Regions from separate parts of the Sus scrofa genome. Here region 1 is linked to region 2. The links are chromatin contacts, called in public targeted proximity ligation maps. All regions are on one chromosome and are shown on one strand. The core of a region is the stretch at or near the end of the contact, and the rest is flanking DNA. Distances in the headings are between cores, read along the strand shown.

The links.
Region 1: a targeted proximity ligation map of alveolar macrophages shows a contact between it and region 2. A contact is called at or near these places in 10 of 47 Hi-C or Micro-C datasets (alveolar macrophages, embryonic fibroblasts, epiblast stem cells and 6 more) and 1 of 2 datasets of targeted methods (alveolar macrophages).

Annotation. Positions count from the first base shown.
Region 1 is chr4:55,433,203-55,438,321 of Sscrofa11.1, forward strand. No RefSeq gene overlaps it. Among named protein-coding and RNA genes, the nearest start is that of PAG1, 15 kb to the right of the region's middle.
Region 2 is chr4:55,326,506-55,331,858 of Sscrofa11.1, forward strand. No RefSeq gene overlaps it. Among named protein-coding and RNA genes, the nearest start is that of FABP5, 47 kb to the left of the region's middle.

The sequences.
Region 1 (5,119 bases), core at 544-3,043, 110 kb after region 2:
GGACCTGAAGAAATAGAGGTCATATCGGTGTCATGGAGTTGGAAAGAATTACAGGAAGGAAAACAACAATAATAAAACATCACATTTATTTATTAGAGATGAAGCAGGAATGAGTGGCTAAATGCATGGGCTCTGGAGCCACTGGACCCAGGTTAAAATGTATAGAGGTTATCTGCTGCTTACTAGCTGTGTGATCTTGCACAAGTTACTTAATCTGTATGTGCCTTGGTTTCTTCATCTGTAAAATGGGAATGCGGTCCTTCCTGCTGTCTTTGTGAAAAGTAAATGAGTTACGTGTATAAAATGCATGGACTGGAGTTTCCATCGTGGCTCAGTGGTAACAAACCTGACTCGTATTTATGAGGACATGGGTTTGATCCCTGGCTCTGCTCAGTGGGTTAAGGATCTGGCATTGCTGTGAACTGTGATGTAGTTCTCAGTCTTGGCTCAGATATGATGTGCTGTGGCTGTGGCATTGGCTGGCAGCTGAAGCTCCAATTCGACCCCTAGCCTGGGAATTTGCATATACTGCACCTGAGGCCCGCCACAAAAAAAAGACAAAAATAAAATGCATGGACTTCCTCCAGCACACCCAGCACTATTGGTTGTTATTTGAGAACTTTCTAGCTTCCAGAGACTGTGCCAAATGTTTAAAAACCATTAACTTTATCAATCATATAAAGATTCAGTAAGAAAAGCCACTGCTATATTTTACAATCGAGGAATCGGGAGACAGAGAATAGGCAACATGATTAAGATCCAAGCACCTGTTTGTGGAGGCATATGAGAGCCCACACTGCTAACCGCTGTGCTGGGGGCTGAATCTCATCTTCAGCTCTGTCTCCTACAAAAGACGACACCTGCTTTGATGTTCGCATGGTAGGAGGTACAGAATTCTCTAGCCAAGGCCATCTTTTTCTAACCAAATCTCTATCAATTCTCCTGTGGTCCCAGGAGGGTGAGCCTACAGCAGGCCACATCATTCCGAATTCTGAAGAGTCCAAATTAGCCTGAACAGTAAATTCTGAAATTTTGGAATTGCTCTAAGTGAACCTCAAAAGAGAACGGATCTGGGGGATATTGTGTGGTGGTTCAGTGGTAACAAACCTTGACTAGTATCCATGAAGTTGCAGGTTCGATCCCTGGCTCTGCTCAGTGGGTTAAGAATCTGGCGTTGCAGTGAGCTGTGGTGTAGGTCACAGACATGGCTTGGATCTGGCATTGCTGTGGCTGTGGGGTAGACTGGCAGCTGCAACTCCAATTTGACCCCTAGACTGGGAATTTCCATATGCCACAGGAGTGGCTGTAAAAAGAAAAAAAAAAAAAAAAGGAAAGAGAGAACTGATCTGGACACCCTGCAGTTAAATACTACTACATAATACATAATAAAAATCAGGACTTCTCTCTCTTTCTCTCTCTCTTTTTGGACTGAGTCTGTAGCATGTAGAAGCTCTCAAGCCAGAGATCGAACTTGCACCACAGCAGTGACCAGAGCCACAGCAATGACAATGCTGGATCTTTAACCCATTGTGCCACCAGGAAGCTCTTCTGAGGCCTTTTCTTGAAAAGTCAAATCCCCCAGGGGTATCCCATTTGAGAGTAAGTACCCACAAAACTTGTGTGGAACAGACATCCTTATCTATCCAGAAGGGAAGGCCTGTGAACTTTTCTCTTAATTGCAAAATTTCCACAGAAATCATCTGCTTTGACTCAGAGAAAGTGTCACAAGTATGTCTACACTTAAGACTCCAGGACACAGTCATTTCTGTCCTTGTTTGCTGTTTAGACAGAGCTCTTAGGAAAATGTAGTGAGAATCAGCCTATCAGTGAAAGTTTATTATTGAGCTTGTAGTACTCAGCACTGAGTTAAACAAACTTTCCTACCACATGTTTGAGGGCAATTTAAACCTCTTAATGTACATGATTGCATGTTGTCAGATAGAATGTTACAATAATGACGGTTCTGTAACGTCAGTGGCTGTCATTTCAGAGAGTCTGTCAGTAATAAAGTAAAAGTTTGGTGTGTTAGAAAAGCAAGTAATTATTTCTGAAGAGTAACACTGAATCTGATAAAATCAAACAATATTCCTCTTCCCTTCTCCCTCCTGAGATAAATTGTTAGCTGGTATGCCCCAAAGTCATTAGAAACTCTTCTAGCTGCAAAGTTATTGTTTCAATTCAAATGTATAACCTGAAGAAGACTCAAAGAGTGAGTCTAGCTACAATTCAACAGAGCTAATTAAATTTTAACCTGCTAGATAGGCAGTACAGTTATTTTTCGATCCTTGGGATTTTATTTTAAAAAATGTTTCTTGTCTCTGTTTTTGTCAGTGCTTCAAGTGGTCTTTTCCTTTTTTTTTTTTTTTTTTTTTGTCATTTTTTTGGTCTTTTCTGGGGCTACACCCAAGGCATATGGAGGTTCCCAGGTCAGGGGTCCAATTGGAGCTGCAGCTGCTGACCTACACCACAGCCACAGCAGCATGGGATCCAAGCCACATCTGTGACCCACACCACAGCTCACAACAATGCCGGATCCTTAACCCATAGAGCAAGGACAGGGATCAAATATGCAACCTCATGGTTCCTAGCCAGATTCATTAACCACTGAGCCACGACGGGAACTCCAGTCTTTTCCTTTTTAAGAGTTTATATTTTAAATTAAGTTGGATGCCTAAAGTTTCCTATCAGTATAAATGATGCACTGTCTTAATTTGGCAAAATGACATCGAGTTTGTTTACTAGAATAAACATAAGGCTAAATGAACAATTCTGAGATGAATGACAAGCTCACCATCCATAATAGAACCATAATAGGACCATCTGAACTTCGATGGCTACATCATTGTCTATCATTGTCTATATAATCCTAATGATAGGGATAGAGTAGGATAGTTACACAGGTAGTTATAGAAGTTCAAATAGAGGAGTTCCTGTTGTGGCTCAGTGGTTAATGAATCCGACTAAGAACCATGAGGTTGCCGGTTCAATCCCCAGCCTTGCTCAGTGGGTTGGGGATCCGTGTTGCTGTGAGCTGTGGTGAAGTTTGCAGATATGGCTCGGATCCCGCGTTGCTGTGCCTGTGGCATAGGCTACAGCTCCGATTGGACCCCTAGCCTGGGAACCTCCATATGCTGTGAGTGTGGCCCTAGAAAAGACTAAAAGACAAAAAAAAAAAAAAAAAAGTCCAAATAGGGGACCATAGGTAGAGAAGAAAACCTGGGAACTTTGGGAGGTCACTGTTAAGTTAATGATCACTTAAGAAAGCCATCAGATGTGGAATGAAGCAGGCTTGCTTAACTATAAAACCATAAAACCACGAGATGTGCCTCAGGTCATTAAGTGAAAGATAAAATGAGGCCTGTATTCAAGTTCAGCAAGATAATGATCCTTAGGACTAAGGACCAGAATTTAAGGGAAAGATGACATTCCAAAGTAGGAAACCCTCATGATACAGAAACCTGAGAAGATTCAACATATTTTAGCATATGTTACCACCTTTCTGCAGATCTGAATAAGCAGCACGACAGTCCTAGTCTGACCTCAGAAGGTCAAATACTCCCTTACCAGATACACAGAAGGAGCTAATGATGTAAGCCTGATGTCTACTCAAAGAATGAGGAAGAAGGCAGTCTTTTCCCACTCCCACTTTCTTTGGATTATAAAAATGTAGCCCACCTAATCCTCAGGGCAGAGCTTCCTTGCCTGCCTGCTTGTATCTCTCAGAAGCTTCCTACCTTAATAAATCTATTCTTGCCTATCACTTTGTCTCTTGCTGAATTCCTTCTGCGCAGATGCAAAGAACCTGAACATTAGTAAGTCCAGACATTAAGGAGTGATTCTAATTCCAAAAAAAAAAAACAAAAACAAAAACAAAAAAAAAATGTGAGTTCAAGCCGCATCAGGGTTCTGGCTATGTTCTAGTCATAGTAGCTCTTAATAATTAAGATAGGTATGATAAGCTAGGTAACAGACTTGGAAACCCAAGTAAGACAGACTTTATTTTATTTTATTTTATTTTTTGTCTTTTTGCCATTTTCTTGGGCCGCTCCTGCAGCATATGGAGGTTCCCAGGCTAGAGGTCCATCCGGAGCTATAGCTGCCAGCCTACACCAGAGCCACAGCAACACGGGATCCAAGCCATGTCTGCAATCTACACCATAGCTCATGGCAACGCTGGATCCCTAACTGAGAAAGGCCATGGATTGAACCCGCAACCTCATGGTTCCTAGTCAGATTTGTTAACCACTGAGCCACAACAGGAACTCCAAGACAGACTTTAAATTTCAGATCTGGTCCTGACTTACTCTGAGATTTTAGGAAAGAAGTTTATCTGTCGTGTAGCTTTTCCAATCTGTTAAATAAGGGGGTGGGGTGGGGAATTAAAGACCAGCAAGAGGAAGGTGTTAAATAAGCTTGCTATGAAAAATGAGTATTATAATTAATAAGTACTTCTTTGTGTATCATCATCTCAACCATAAAGCATGTCATTAACACTTAGAATTTTTTAAGACAATCCACTAGGCATGGTTTAAAATATAAAGACATACAGAATGTGGACTTGACACCCACAAGCTTATAGTCCAGCTGAAGAGATGGGGTACACATACTAGAATGTGTTAATTACTTCACTGACCACCAATCAACATGAACATATCGACTAATATGGACATATAACTGCTTTCTTCTTCATCTTGAGGTGGTGATGTCATTTCTGTTCTACATTAATCAACACTGTAAATAAGACAACACAAAAACATTGTGTGTCTTTTAAATGTACTGTGTAACTTTGTGTTCTGACATCAATTCCCTGACACTGACTGGGAGTCCTACAATTGAGTTCAATTCTAATACAAACCGGAGTTAGCATCAGCTACCACAAGCTGAAGGGCACAGTCCTCAACAGACTGTCCTTCCATTAGAAGGCAAGGCCAGTTGCAAGTGGAGTCCCCAAGCTACCTGTACTTGTTGTCTGACTTGGCTACAAATTCAGAGCTTCCTACAATGTTCTTTCAGATTCAGTAATTGGCTAGAATGACTTGCAGAACTTAGGAAAGCATTATATTTAAGGTTACCATTTTATTATCATCTTTTTAAGCTTCCTAGGTTATTTTTATTACAT
Region 2 (5,353 bases), core at 441-2,940:
TGTCATTATAAAATATTACTTGATTTTAATCCCAAAGTATGTTATTTTTATTATAAAATGTTACTTAATTTTTAATCCTAAAGCATATTTTGATGGACTAACCCTGCCAACTCAAAGCCTTGGGCCATTTTAGTCCAATGTACCTTAGATGCTTCTAAGAGTCATTCGGCCTTCTTAAAAAACTGTTCTACATATTTGTTTGCCAAGATTTTTTTTTTTTTTTTTGTCTTTTTGCTATTTCTTGGGCCACTCTGGTGGCATATGGAGGTTTCCAGTCTAGGGGTCCAATCGGAGCTGTAGCCATTGGCCTACACCAGAGCCACAGCAACACAGGATCCGAGCCGCGTCTACAAACTACACCACAGCTCACGGCAACGTTGGATCCTTTAACCCACTGAGCAAGGGCAGAGATCGAACCCTCAACCTCATGGTTCCTAGTCGGATTCATTAACCACTGTGCCACGAGGGGAACTCCAAGATTTTATTTCAGTTCTACAACCTTCTATGGAGCATTTTTTGTGTGGAGTCTTTGTGTTAGGCCTTGGGTTGGGGGAGAGAAGATACAAAGATAATATATAACATCTCACAGCAAGCACATCACCCTGTAGTGATGTGGCCACACACACAGATTCCCAGCTGTCTCCAGCACATCCATGTGCATCAAATGCTCTGCTAGAGATGAAAGGCAAGATCTACTTTACTTGCAGCCCTGGAGGAGTGTGTACAGGAAGCTGGCATTTGAGTTAGGAATTAAGGGTTGTGAAATATAAAATTGAAAGGGAGAATGTTCCTGAAAGAGGAAGAAAGGCCTTAAAACGCATGCAGGGTAATGAGTTGTCTGCCATGTGGGAACATTCAGTATGACGTGGGGAAAGACTTGGAATGAGGTGGGCATAATTGCAATGATACAATTGTTGGCAGTGTACACGAGAAGCCTAAATAAACTTGATCTTCTTCCAAGCTTTGGATATTGTATATTTAATTTATTCTGAAATACTCATATATCCATATCTCGATTTCCCATGTTTTGGCCTTTTTTTTTTTTTTTTTTTTTTTTTTTTTTTGGTCTTTTTAAGGCCATACTCCCAGCATATGGAGGTTCCCAGGCCAGGGGTTGAATCAGAGCTGCAGCCTCCGGCCTGCGCCAGAACCACAGGATTGCAGGATCCGAGCTGTGTCTGTGACCTACACCACAGCTCAAGGCAATGCTGGATCCTTAACCCACTGAGCAAGGTCAGGGATTGAACCCATATCCTCATGGATCCTGGTTGGGTTCATTACCACTGAGTCACAGTGGGAACTCTATGTTTCAGCCTATTTTTATTTTCAGTTCTGGACTTGCAAAATTATAATTATATTAGGAAATATAATAAAAATATAAAATTTTATTCAGGATTTACCTGTGCCTAGGCCTTCTGTTAAGCGTTTTCCATATATTATCTCACATGAGCCTCATGAAAATCACAGGAAGTAGGTCCTTATCCCCATTCTGCAGATGGATAGACTGAGTCACAGAAATATTAAATAATTTTCCCAAGTCACACAGATAGTAGGTAGGAATGAAAAGACATGAAGGCCAAAACTAATCACATGACTCATTAAATTAAAAGTAATTCTCAGGACTAGAACAGACTAGACCGCAGAATGCCCTCTGATGTAGTTCAACAAGGTGGCCACTAGATGGCAGAACTGGCCCACCTTGGATAGAGTTTGGACTGGGTGCGGTCCAATCTTGGAAACCTTTATGGGGTTTAAGCAATGATTAGAAACAGCTGATTCTCTCCAAATTAAGCAAAGATAGGGCTAATATGCATGCCTATATAGTTACACTTTAACAGGAAAAATTTCATTTTTCAAAATCAAGAACCACAATCTTTGATAATTTCCCACATATTTAGAAATGTGTAATCTACAACATAAAACTAAAGAGGAGTTCCTATGGTGGCTCAGAGGTAACAAATCCAACTAGTACCATGAGGCTGTGGGTTCAATCTCTGGCTTCTCTCAGTGGGTTAAGGATCCGGTGTTGCCGTGAGCTGTGGCATAGGCCGCAGATGAGGCTTGATCCCGCCTTGCTGTGGATGTGGCTCCAATTCGACCCCTAGCTTGGGAATTTCCGTATGCCGTGGGTGTGGCCCTAAAAAGCCAAAAAATAAAAAACAATTAAAAAATACATAAATAAAAAGGTTATGTCTTCTCATTTCTTCCTTCACAGAGGAGGGGGTACTAGGCGCCTGGCCTTTTTAAATGAGGCTCTTTCTGGTTTCAATCACCATGTCTTTGTCCGCTACAGTAAAAAATGAGAGTGCTACACCTCGTTTTAGGGAATGAAGACTCGCCAGGGCCTGACTTAGGCACCATATTTGTACCCTGGGTTGACTTGTACCTATTCCTCCACCCTGGGAAATTTGCAACTGTTTAACTCAGGTGAATCAGGTACAAATATTTAACAGGGATTATGCAAGAGAAACATCATCCAGGAAATCAGTTTAACAGGCAGAACCTAATGCTATCATTTGTCATCTGTTTTTCAGGTTGAAGTCAAAACTCAAGAGACCTTTGCTCAAAGAGCTAAAATTGTCCTATCTATTAATGGCATGGACTCTCAGGAAGTTCACTCATAGAAGTACCCAGCTTCTAGTGGGAATAGATCAACATGACATTCCTCCAAACCTTGAGATAAAATACAGGCTCCACCCAAATCACCATATCCTGGGGCTTCTGTGAAATGATAGGCCCAAGAGAGGGACCTTCTAAACATGGAAGGGACACATGAGGCCAAGGCGCATCAAGTTCAGATGACACTGAACCCACACAAACCTTGACCCCCTAGTTCCTGTTTCCTAGAAAGAGCATGATCCTGGGGCAATTCAGCCTCTCCCAGAACCCCTGCACAGCCCCAGTCCTGTTTAAAAGAAAAAAGAAAAAATCCTAGTCAGAAAACACGTCACTGAAGAACACAAAGAAGAATTTGTAATTCCAAAACGTGAAATGAGAGGAGGCATTCAAAGCCATGTCCAGTGAAAGAGAAAGTGTCTCCCATTGTACTTTTGCTAGAACAGGCCCTGGAGGCTTTTCTCATAAATGAGAACAAAATTCTTCCTCCTTCTTCAAAAAGAAGAAACACGAATATCTTTGTATCAGATTCCTGAGTATTTATAGAGATGCATTTTTAATATATCTTTATTTAATCAGCTTTATTGAGGTATGATTAACAGAATATAAAAAGTACTGATTTTAAGGTTACACTTTGTTGAGTTTTAGCAAACACATACTATCCACAACCACTATTGTGAACATTTCTCATGACTCCCCAAATTGAGCATTCTTCTATGCACACAACTCCTTCCTCCCATCCCTCTCCCAGGTCCTCAGTTCCTCAAACACTTTACTTTCCATCACTCAAGTTTTTCTTTTTCCATAATATCGTAAGATGAAATCGTATCACATATGGTCTTTTCTTGCCTGGCTTCTTTCACTCAGTGTAATGTTTTTAAGATGCATCCATGATATTGAAAGTATCAATGAAGGGCTTTTTTAATTAAAACATAGCTGATTTACAATATTGTGTTAGTTTCAGGTGTACAGCACAGTGATTCAGTATTTTTGCAGATTATATTCCACTAGAGGTTATTACAAGATAATGGGTAAAGGGAGTTCCTATTGTGGCTCAACGGGTTACAAACCTGACTAGCATCCACAAGGATGCAAGTTCCACCCCGGCTTCACTCAAGGATCCGGCGTTGCCTTGAGCTGTGGTGTAGGTCGAAGACATGATTCGGATCCCGAGGTGCTATGGCTGTGGTTAGGCTGGCAGCTGCAGCTCTGATTCAACGCCCAGCCAGGGAATTTCCATATGCCCTGAAAAGCCAAAAAGAAAACAAAACCAAGATAATGGGTATAATTCCCCGTGCTAAGTAAAGCTTTCTTTCGTATCCCTTTAATGCATGAGTTTATATCTGTTAATCTGGAGTTCCTGTCATGCTCAGAGAAAATGAATCTGACTGGCATCCATGAGGGCACAGGTGTGATCCTTAGCCTCACTCAGTGGGTTAAGAATCTAGCATTGCCACGAGCTATAGGTCGCAGTCGTGGCTTGGATCCCGAGTTCCTGTGGCTATGGTGTAGGCCAGCAGCTACAGCTCAGTTTCAAACCCTAGCCTGAGAACCTCTGTATGCCTCGGGTACAGCTCTAAAAAGACAAAAAAAAAAAAAAAAAAAAAAAAAAAAAGAAAGAAAGAAAGAAAGAATTTATATCTGTTAATCACATACACCTAATTTCTCCCTCCCCCATTCCATCTCCCCTTTGGTAGCAACAAGTTGGTTTTCTATGTTTGTGAGTCAGTTCCTGTTTTGCACATACATTCATTTTTATTAATTTTTATATTAGTAGAGAGTTTTTTGCTGAGTAACATTTTATCATGTAGATATAATTAATTTATCCATTCACCATGCCAAACATTTCCTTATTTTAGTTTTTAACGATCATAATTAAAGTCACCAGGAACATTCAAACATAGGTCTTTGCATGAACATATTTTTCATTTATTTTGGGTAAATTTCAGGAGAGGGATTGCAAGATCCTCTAGGATACATATGTTTGACTTTTTAAGACTCAGCACACTGTAGGTCTTCTGGCTAAATCCATGAGTCTGGAAATAGGAAAGGAGCAAAGGGCCTTTCCCACATAGGAGCTGCGCTGACACCCGTCTCTGGAGTTTCAGGCATTCATTATTGCTTGTATCTTGTCTTTGGTCAGAGTGATAAAACAACCAAGATTTTATCTGCTCCTGAGAAGATAGAGCTGTCAGCCCCTGCTGCCTTTCTCTCACACATCTAGGCCAGGGGTCTACACTCCTTGCTCTAGTGCTTTCAACCAGCAACTCTGCTTCGGGATCTAAGATGTCAGAACCACTAATAATAAAGCTATCCATGGCTTTTCTTTTTTCTGTTTTGTTCTGGGGGCTTTGGTTTTGCTTTTTTGTTGTTGTTTTTGGCTTTTCTTTTTTCTGTTTTGCTTTGTTTTGTTTTGGAGGGGGGTTGTTTTTGTTTTTATGTTTTTGTTTTTTGGCTTTTCTTTGTCAGTGTTTCTCTGTATGTACTTCTCCCAAGGAAGTGCCAAGGTAGAGGAAATACTAATAGTACCGAATCCTCTAGCCAAATGTTCTCCAGTTGCACCCCTAAGGGACCTGAACAGCCAACATCTGTATGTATGAGTATCTGGTGCCTAAATGTTACACACTAATTGTGACTGTAATTCTGTAATTCCAGAAGTTAGAATGTGTAACATCTCTGACTGAATTTAGAGTTTGGAAATAAGAATTTGGAATATGTAGGACTGAAAAGAGAAATT